Linked DNA regions of Mus musculus: region 1 is linked to region 2. The links are chromatin contacts, called in public HiChIP or PLAC-seq maps. All regions are on one chromosome and are shown on one strand. Each heading gives the region's core, a stretch centred on a gene start, on an enhancer-like site or on the middle of the called end of the contact. The rest is flanking DNA. Distances are from core to core; before and after follow the strand shown. Region 1 has its middle 57 kb from the start of Mdm1. Region 2 has its middle 30 kb from the start of Gm32663.

Region 1 (4,554 bases), core at 581-3,080, 100 kb after region 2:
ACAATCAAGATACTCCCCCACAAACACGCCCACCAGCCAATCTGAGACAGGTAATTCCTCAGTGTAGCCTCCCTCTCAGATGGGTCTTGGACCATGTGAGGTTGAGAGTTAAAACTAAGGGGGACTCATTTACATAGACCTGTTACAATGCATCTGACTAACTGTGATAGCTTTACAGCAGATTCGCTTTTTAAATAGAGAATATAAGTAATTTTACTGTGAGCGATGTACTGCCTATGTATGAAGGTAGGCACATTTCAATTTGAAAAAAATTTAAAAGAAAAGTCCAGGTTTTAAAATATAATTAATAATAAATCTTAATAGTAAGATGACCATTAAAATTAGTATAATGCATTATAGAATGTTAAATTAATTTTGGGGGGCAAAAGAGCTGAAAATTACTTGTCATGTGACTGATTTAGACTGGGGCTGAAGAGTCCTTTCTGGACTTAATTTCTATCTCTTATTTCTCTCGGGAGTCCCAAGGATGCTGTGTCATCATGTTGTGAATGAAGTCTTTCATCTTTCCACTGAGTCATGTTTTACTGGATTCGTTTTACCTTTGGAATGAGTTACCTTCTTACCGTTTTGGCCCATGCAAGAACGCAAGGTGCCATGCTAGAGGATCGCCTCCTTCGCTTTGCTTGTTATCAGTGACACCCCGTGACCTCTCCTTTTGAGTCTACTCTGTCTCCTCTCTGCTGGACCACTAGCATCTCACCTCTGCTCTTCAGCATCCTCGTTAAAAAGCCATCTCTGTGGCTGGAGTGAGAGAGTCTCCTAAGCCAAACTGTCCAGCTTGCAATTTGGACGAAGACCTAGCCAACTCTCCTCCAGACTCCCAGTCAATCCCAATGATGCTCTACAGTCGACTCTAAGTCTCTCAGGCTGAGCCAACACGCACAAGACTCTATATGCAGAGATTCACAGAGCCTACAGAATATAAACACGCACACACAGAGCATTAAGAAAGGATGAGATTTAAGATATTTCTAAACCCAACCCAGAAGGAAGCTGCTATTTTGAGGTCCATCAAGGAACACCTCATGACATACAACTATAAAGTACTTTATAGACCTGGTTTATGAAATTTGACTTACAGAAACTAGTTGCATCACCATGACCTACTGGGCCTCCCATGACCCAGTCCCCACCTTCTTCAGAAGCCTCGGATGACCTCTCCCCATCGTGAACTTCATGCCTCATAACAGAAAACCACATCCTGTCCCTGTGTACAGTGTGCCCCTCCCTGTGACCCTGGTAGAACAGTTTCCTCTTTAACATGGCTCTGTTTGGCTACAGCTTGATACTCAACTCTGGGCTTAAGGAATTCCATGTTGAGCTAAATGTGTGTCTTCTGAGGTCCAGATACCAAAGCATTAACTACTTTACCTGTGGGAAAAAAGTTTGAGTGACCCTGTTATGATGGTGGTGGTGGAGGTGATTGCTTAGCTACTGTAGAAGAGGCAGGTAGGGCTGAGGGAGCTGAGGAACCCGTTGGATCTTTCTGCAGTAGGGGATGGGCTGGGGTGTGAATTCAGACAGCTCGCTAATGTCGGGCGGTGGTGACGCACGCTTTTAATTCCAGCACTTGGGAGGCAGGGGCAGGCGGATTTCTGAGTTCGAGGCCAGCCTGGTCTACAAAGTGAGTTCCAGGACAGCCAGGGCTATACAGAGAAACCCTGTCTCGAAAAAACGAACGAACCAACCAACCAACCAAAAAAAAAAACCCCAAAACAACAGAAAAAACGAACGAACCAACCAAAAAAACCCAGACAGCTCGCTCCTAAGGCTGCACCTGTACATCTGACAGCAGCATGAGAGCTGGCGACGGGCCCCTTGGCAAGTGCTCACTGATGGAAACTCAGTGTGTGCTCACCGCATCTCACCCTGTTAGCATTATGGAAGTTGAACATGATACAGCAAAGAGAATCATTCTGACATTACATTTTACCTCTGGCAAAGCCGGTGACAGAAAGATGGGAGTGCTGAGGGATGACCAGCTAACTTACCAGATTAACATCAGCTTCCTTGTTCTCTCAGACATGTTCTCCTCGTATGGACAACCCTTGGTGTTAGCCTGGGTAGAGGGAAAACAACCTGGTGTTTGATGGCAGCTCTCTGTCTTGTCACCCATCCTTCCATTCGGAGCCCAGTGGGAGTCTCTTGTTGAAAGTGAATGTGGAGTGTTTTCTATCTCAAAGATACTTCCATGTACAAGAAGTACTTTAAGTTTGCAAGCCGTGTTAGCGGTTCGGATAAAGCACCCTACGAGCCGACCGCTGCCTCTTCTCGTCTGGAAGCCGTTTTTCAGAGCCACAGATAAATCTGTGATCGTTTCTGTGCTGTGGAATATTGCTAGGTGACTTGGGAATAACTGAAGTGTCTTCAGGTGGGTCCCTGAATTAGTATTTTTTAATTTAAAAAGTTCAAATGTATTATTTTTGTTATGGTCTGTTGAAGATCAGAAGTCCCCACGGACTGATTACGCTTTTGAATTATAAATGAGAAGTGAGGGGTCGTGTTCTCCATAAGCCTTTTCTCTGCTTCTTCATTAAAATTCTCAGATGAAAGAAAACATTGAAAGCAGAATATTGGCTTATAAATAATGATAATAATAATAATAATAATAAAGATGGTAACTTCCACATATACACTTTATGACGTTGTTAATAGAGTCTATTTTGCATTAGATCAAATAATCCATTGTTTAGAATAAAGACCTGTGTAACTTTCTTTCTCATTTTTTCTTTTTTTGTTTTTGTTTTTTTGTTTTTTTCAAGACAGGGTTTCTCTGTGTAGCCTTGGCTGTCCTGGAACTCACTCTGTAGACCAGGCTAGCCTCGAACTCAGAACTCCGTCTGCCTCTGCCTCCTAAGTGCTGGAATGAAAGGCATGAAGCCATCACTGCCCGGCCCTGTGTAACTTTCTGTCCCAGACTAAACCAACACTGGGAATAATTGCAAGGGCCTTGATGTTTGCTTGGTTGTTTATGATGAGCTGTGTCGCTGGGAATCATTCATTTAATCCCCTCCCCCCCAGTTACAACTCTTTCATCTTAAAGGGACAGGCTTACCAGTTCCCATCTTTCTCCTGGGTGAGGTTTAGAGGGTAACCCCCTCCATGTCACCCCCGTCTTACTGAACCCAGGGTGACCTGCTTTAACTATTTCCTCTGAAGTCAGTGGTCTGGCTTCAGGCCCTCCCTGTCTTGTGGGCATAAGTATGTGGCAAGCCAATTCTGCTTTCTGTTTAAACTATGCGAAGGGGTCATCCCGTTCCAAATGCAGCTCTTGCAAAGACACGGGCCGAAGACAGTCTCCTCCTCAACGTGTGCCCATTCTCATCTGCGGACCATATTGGGTCATCTCTTTGACCTGGGCTGAGCAAGAGAAGCTACGTTTTGAGGTTCCACTTAACCCCGGAGTGTGTGGGTCTGATGGACCAGGGTGTGGAGCATGTGGGACTTTGGGGAGGTGGAAGTACGTGCCCTAGCTGTTTGCTGACCTTCGCGATACCAAATGGGGAAGCTGAGCACTCCGGGTTCCCGTCTCTCCTGAAGCAGAGAGTAACTTTGCAACAGCTTTTTGCCCAATGGGCAAATGCCAGGTTCTGCTGTGGAGGGCTTAGGGGGCCTTTTTATTTCCTGATAGAAGAGGCAGGAAGCAGTTGGCACTGCCCCCTCAGCCCTTTTAGTCTCAGACATAGCTAGGACATCTGCAGCTACTGTGCTCATTCTGCAACTTTGAGACAATAAAGTCTAAAATTGGTAGTGCAAACCACGTGATAGCTTATGCCTGAAACCCCAGTACTGAAAAGACTGAGGCAGGAGGATCTCAAGTTCCAGGTCCAGCTGGGCTACATAAGGAGACATTTTTCTTAAAATAAAACAAAGCAACCCCACCTCCCCAAACCAAACAACAGATAATTATAGAAGACTGCCCTCCCTGTATCATGGAGTCCTACACGCCACAGGACCACTTCCCCCTTTGTGTCTTGCATGGGAAGCAAATCTACCCTGTAGCTTCGTTGTACTGCCACAAATTATTTGGTCCTCACCCATGAAAAATTACAGCTCAAGTCTCCTGTCTAGAATCCAGACCAGCTCCCATGACTTTCTTCTAGCAAACAGAACCCAGGAGAAGAGACAATGAATGAATCCCAGCCCTGCACCTCACAGGGAGATACAGTTTCTACCTCATTATTTACTTTGACCTGTGTCCTGGGATCCTATAGCTGATGTGCTAAAATTATACTACACGGAAGCTGAGAGTTAGAGAAGCCGTGACAGAGAAACCCCAGCTACCAGAGAGAAAGCACTGACAGAAAATCCCAGTATCCAGCTCTCTGAGGCTTCCCGGTGAGCACTGCCAAGCTGAAGTGTGCCAGCCTGCACAAGATGCCAACCCCCAGTCTTCAAGGTACCTTCAGGGATGCGAAGAGGAACAGAAAAGCTGTCAGCTAAGTCAGTGATTCTCAACCTGTGAGTCATGACCCCCTTTGGGGGCTTGACCGCTAGGTATTTCTGTGATTCATAAAGGTAGCAAAATTAGTT
Region 2 (5,109 bases), core at 1,697-4,196:
AAATGTCGAGAACATTTATAAAGGGAGATAGCTTTTAAATGGAAAGTATTACAGAAAGATACACTGTTGCCGGGAAAGCCAGTGCTTCTTCCCTGTGCCTCCTGCTTTGTTCCAGAAAGGATCCAGAGATGCTGTGCACACAGCCAGCCAGTCAGAGGCAGGGCATGTTCGTCTCTGGTCCTGCCAGGGTCATCTTGCCACCAGGGCTGGGGTCTGATGATTGGGTATGACATTAAAAGATGGTGGGGTACAAGAGACAGAGGGGTTTGCTCATTTGTTCCACATGCATTTACTTATTTTCTAATTAAAAATTATAAGACACACATATCTCCATTAATATATGCAAGCACCTTTTGTTTGGTCTGGTTTGTTTTTTCAAGACAAGAGTTTCACAGTGTAGCTCTGGCTGTCCTGGAACTCACTTTGTAGACCAGGCTGGCCTCGAACTCACTGAGATCGGCCTACCTCTGCCTCCCGCCTTGCTGTCAGACACCATGTTTGTTTATTTATTTGTTTATTTATTTACTGGAGACAAAGCAATGTAAAAGGTAGAAGAAGCAGAGAGGAGACACCGAAGGGAAGCTGCTTTTTGCAAGTTTATAGTTTGGGGCAGCAAAGATTATTAATTGCCTAAACTAATTAGGCAAATAGTACCTTTGCCACAAGTTCTACAATAAGTACTGAATATTGTCAGAAAGAATCATTGGTTTTAACTTATGGATCAGAAGGGACAGCTGGCAGTCATAGAATCTTGCTTAGTACAAAAAACAAAAATCCCCAAAACCCATCACACCGTAAAAATTAAGGCAGATGCACGACCCAAGGCTGACCAGCTGCATTAAATATAAAGTATAAATGGATGGTCCCAGGTCTTTCAAAGCTATAGTATCCCATGGCAGGTAATGGGTTTGTCTCCATTAAGCAAATCAAACAAACCAGAACCCACAGAATGGATGTTAAAGGGTCCGGACTGGCCCCACCTCCTGAACGCCTTTGTGTAAAAGGTGGTTTCACAACATTAAGGTGAGGTTGGTGAGGCGGTCAGGAGCAGTGGTGGCAAGCTGGGGTTGAGGTCACAGGGGAGAGCTGCTGGGGGAGGGGCAGCAGGAACCAAGGCTGTGCGCATCTAACAGTTCCGGTGGTCCCTCACATCCCTGGCTCATCTTCTGGGCTACAGTCTCATCCTGTAAGGCAGTCTGCCGAGTTGTTAGAATCGGGTCCTGGGAGACAAATCCCCCGCTCTGCCTGGGGCCTTTTCCTTCTTCTGCCTCGAGATTCCTAGGGACTCTTTCATTTTTATTTCTTCTTAGGATCCATCGTTTCAACAGTCTGATGGATTAAGCCACACAAACGTCTCTTTAGACCAGTGGTTCTCAACCTTCCCAATGCTCCCGCCCTTGAATACAATTTCTCATGTTGTGGTGAGGAATAAAATTATTTTTGTTGCTACTTCATAACTGCAATTTTGCTACTGTGATGAATCATAATGTAAGTATCTGATTTTTTTCTGATGGTCTTAGGCGACCCTTGTGAAAAGGTTATTTGACCACTAAAGGGCTCGTGACCTACAGGTTGAGAACCACTGCTTTAGACCCTCTTCATTTCTGTTAGGCTGGCTTCCGATAGTTTATTCTTCTTTAGAGTGGAGAAGAGAAATGACAAAAGAAGAGAAAAAGAACAAAAAAGGAGAAAGGAACAAAACTCCAAGACACGACAGCGTGTGTGTTGGGGGACAGGCGCTGAAAAGCTAAAATGGCCAGCAGGTGTATATGAATATAAACGATTTGTTTGTTTTAAAACTCACTGTAAAGAGAGTGGCGATGGAGACGATGGCAAGAGGCACAAAAATAAACAGCAGTAATTTAAAAAGAGGATAACCACAGGAATAAAAATATGAGGTGAATTTGGCAAAGGACCCAGCTAACTTTAGGGCCAGTTCCTTCAAACGCTTGTTTTTACAGGGTGGTAGGACTTTAAATCTCTCAGAACCTAATGAGACCCTAGACACTCGTGTCTTAAATACACACAAGCACATATTTTGTTGGTGTGCATTTTCCTGTGGAAGGAGCCGAGACTCAGATGTGTTCTTGGCTGTCGCTGCAAGGACAGTTTCTAGGACATTTTATTTGGCTGTTCAAGCTCAGGCGAATTGTCAGCAAATAGAGATTGGTCTGCAGAAATAACGTGGCTTCCTGGAACGTCAGGGGAAGGAAATGGGTGGTTTCTTTAATTACTATAGCGTTTCCTTGTGTCTGTGTTATAACTAAAATAGATGTTTGGCTAATGTCCCAAGGAGGAAAGGTGAATCTGGGAAATGAATGGACCCAGAAGCTATGTATAGCTGTGTTCTTGGTTAAGACAGCATGGCTCTTTGTCTGCAGTATCCTGACTACATCGAGGTGGACTGAAATCTGTTCCCTGATAGGCAGTCCGTTGAAATCCAAGGGCTTTACTATTTACATATGGAGAGCTAATGACTTTAATGTAGGCAAAAGAGCTTATTTACAAGGAAGCTGTGGCTGAGGCTGGCAGGAAGAGTGTTGCTAGGCCCTTAATTAATTGATTTGCTAATTATTCTTTTCTGCTGGGTGTTGAAGTACTTTTCCTAATGAGCAGCAGAAGCAGGAACTCTGTGGAGAGCAGCTTTAGCACAATCGTGAGCAGGGGTCTCTGGGACGGTGTTTAAGGGGCTTTTGGTTCCTTCGATGATGAAATCCTGCACTTCATAAAATAGAGGACCAAACATCTCCCTATATCCGGGTTTATTTATCAGTTTATGTGACTTAACTCAAATCTGCACATTTACTAAAATTGACACTAAATTAGATAGCGTTCGAGTTTAAACCAAACCAAACCAAACCAAAACATTTCCGCTGAAAGGGTGGGACGGGAGTAAAGAGGCGGCTTCTTGGTCAAGAGTATTTCCTCCTCTTCAGAGGACCCAAGTTGGCTTCCCAGAGCCCTTGTCAGTCAGCTTTCAACTTCCTGTAACTCCAGCTCCAGGGTATCTGCTATGCTTCTGGTCTCCAAGGACACCTGCACACATTGCATGAACGCATGCTCACACACACACACACACAAACACACACACACACACACACACACACACACACGCTTACAGTACACACTCACACACACTCACATACACATTCACATTTACACACATGTATTCACACACACACTCACATACACTCACACGTACACACATTCACACACATACTCACACACACACTCACATATACTCACACATACACACATTCACACACACTCTTACACACATTCAAACACACACTTTCACACATACACACACATTCTCACAACACACAAAACACATTCACGTGCACACTCACATTCACACACTCACACACACATACATTCACTCTCACACACAACACAATCTCACACACATTCAAACACACACACAACACACTCTCACCTTCTCACAGACATTCACACTTTCACACAATTTACACACACACACACACACACACACACACACACACATTCACACATTTAAATGGGGGTGAAAATAAAAATAAATCTTAAAAAAATAAGATGACTGCAGTGTCTGGTTTTGTTTTTGTTTTTTTTTTTTTGGTTTGTTTGCTTTTTTTGTTTTTTGTTTTTTTGACTTCTTAAAGACACCAGTGACATGGGACAGAGGGGATGAAACAAGTCTCCGAGTTCCTCTGTGAATTTGACTCTCTGGCCCACACATACAGAACCCCAGTGTGGTAAGCCCAGCACTGGGGATGGACACAGGGGGATCCCTGGGTCACATTAGTCGCCCAGATTAGCTGAATTGAGGCACTTCAGGTTCAGTGGAGAGCCTACCTCAGAAATAGAGACAATTGAGGGAGTCATTTAACACTGACCCCTGGCCTCAACACACACATGCACACATGTATACCCGAACACACTTACACCACATCCACACTTACATCTACACCTACATCTATCTATCTATCTATCTATCTATCTATCTATCTATCTATCTATCTATCTATCTACCTATCTATCTATCTATCTACCACACAAAAACAAACACACAAAGACATCAGTATTAGACAGATCCCTATTTGGAGGCTGCTGTGGGAAGAGTCTGGAAGCTTCACTCTAGCCTATAGACTCGAAATTCTTCTGTATTTGAAAGTCTTGATACAGAATAAAAAATATAAAAACCTTCAGGAGATTTTGAGTCCACATACTAAATACAAACTCATTTTCACTTTCTTGGACTCCCTCTCATAACCAATTCGGCCTGGACTCTCTCCTCAGTCTGGGGTGTGTCTCCTTTGTAGTTTCCTCCCCAGCTTAAGCTCCCTCCTGACACCAGGCTCTTTCTTACTCACGGTGTGCTGGCTGCCCAGTATCCCGTCTCCCCCACAATGCACATCTCCCATCTCATTGAAATCCACTTTCCTCCCTGATGGAGAGGAAGCGGATCAGCGGGGATGGCTGATATTTAGGGAACACACATCATGTTTTAGTCACCAGCCTGTGATGAATGGTCACTGTTGAATAATACTTTATTTTCTTTACAGAGGGAGGGGCGGGAACTTGGAGAACTGCAGTCATCTCAGTAGGTGGCACAAAGCCATAGTACGGATCTAGGACTCTGGGGTCGTTCTAGATTTTACTATAGAGTGCTTTGAATTGCTTCCTCACTACTGCGCATACCAACTCCTACTTCCTTAACCAGATGGTCCTCCGCTAGAAGGCAGGAGCCTCGTCTTCTCGTCTCCACAGAGCATGCCCTAAATAGTTATAGCCTTCTGTTGAAATGAAACATAATGTAAGCTTAGAGGGTTTTGTTAAGTATTTTCAACACTGGAAGAAAGAAACAAACCGAGAAAACGGGTTTCTCAGAATGACTGAATGCCATACGATATGAAACAATGGCTCTTGATGTGGTCAGTAAAACCTCACAGGTATCAGGGAGTAGAGAAGGGGTCCCCAGATTGTTATGCTAATGGACATCTGTAGTGGGTGATGGACAGGAACCCCTGCCACCATGTAGGACATAGACTGGCCTCACAAAATAGCCTGGTCCCAGATGTCAATGGGACCCCTGCTGGGAGGTTGCTTCTGGCTTCGAATTCCACTGAT

What was found. HiChIP or PLAC-seq counts read pairs in DNA pulled down with a chosen protein or histone mark.
Region 1: a contact with region 2 is called in a CTCF HiChIP or PLAC-seq map of CD8 T cells, with 5 read pairs. The contact joins two enhancer-like sites. A contact is called at or near these places in 1 of 15 datasets of contacts at CTCF or cohesin (CD8 T cells), 2 of 484 Hi-C or Micro-C datasets (CD8 T cells and bone marrow-derived macrophages) and 4 of 115 datasets of contacts at active chromatin or transcription factors (CD8 T cells, the HPC-7 cell line, bone marrow-derived dendritic cells and 1 more).

Annotation. Positions count from the first base shown.
Region 1 is chr10:118,082,016-118,086,569 of GRCm38.p6, forward strand. No RefSeq gene overlaps it. Among named protein-coding and RNA genes, the nearest start is that of Mdm1, 57 kb to the right of the region's middle. Within about 2 kb of position 1,831, at least 112 of the 459 cell types and tissues checked have an H3K27ac peak or open chromatin away from gene starts, as enhancers often do. A contact at or near this core is called in CD8 T cells, the HPC-7 cell line and bone marrow-derived macrophages, where this site is marked.
Region 2 is chr10:117,980,540-117,985,648 of GRCm38.p6, forward strand. No RefSeq gene overlaps it. Among named protein-coding and RNA genes, the nearest start is that of Gm32663, 30 kb to the right of the region's middle. Within about 2 kb of position 2,947, at least 92 of the 459 cell types and tissues checked have an H3K27ac peak or open chromatin away from gene starts, as enhancers often do. A contact at or near this core is called in CD8 T cells, the HPC-7 cell line and bone marrow-derived macrophages, where this site is marked.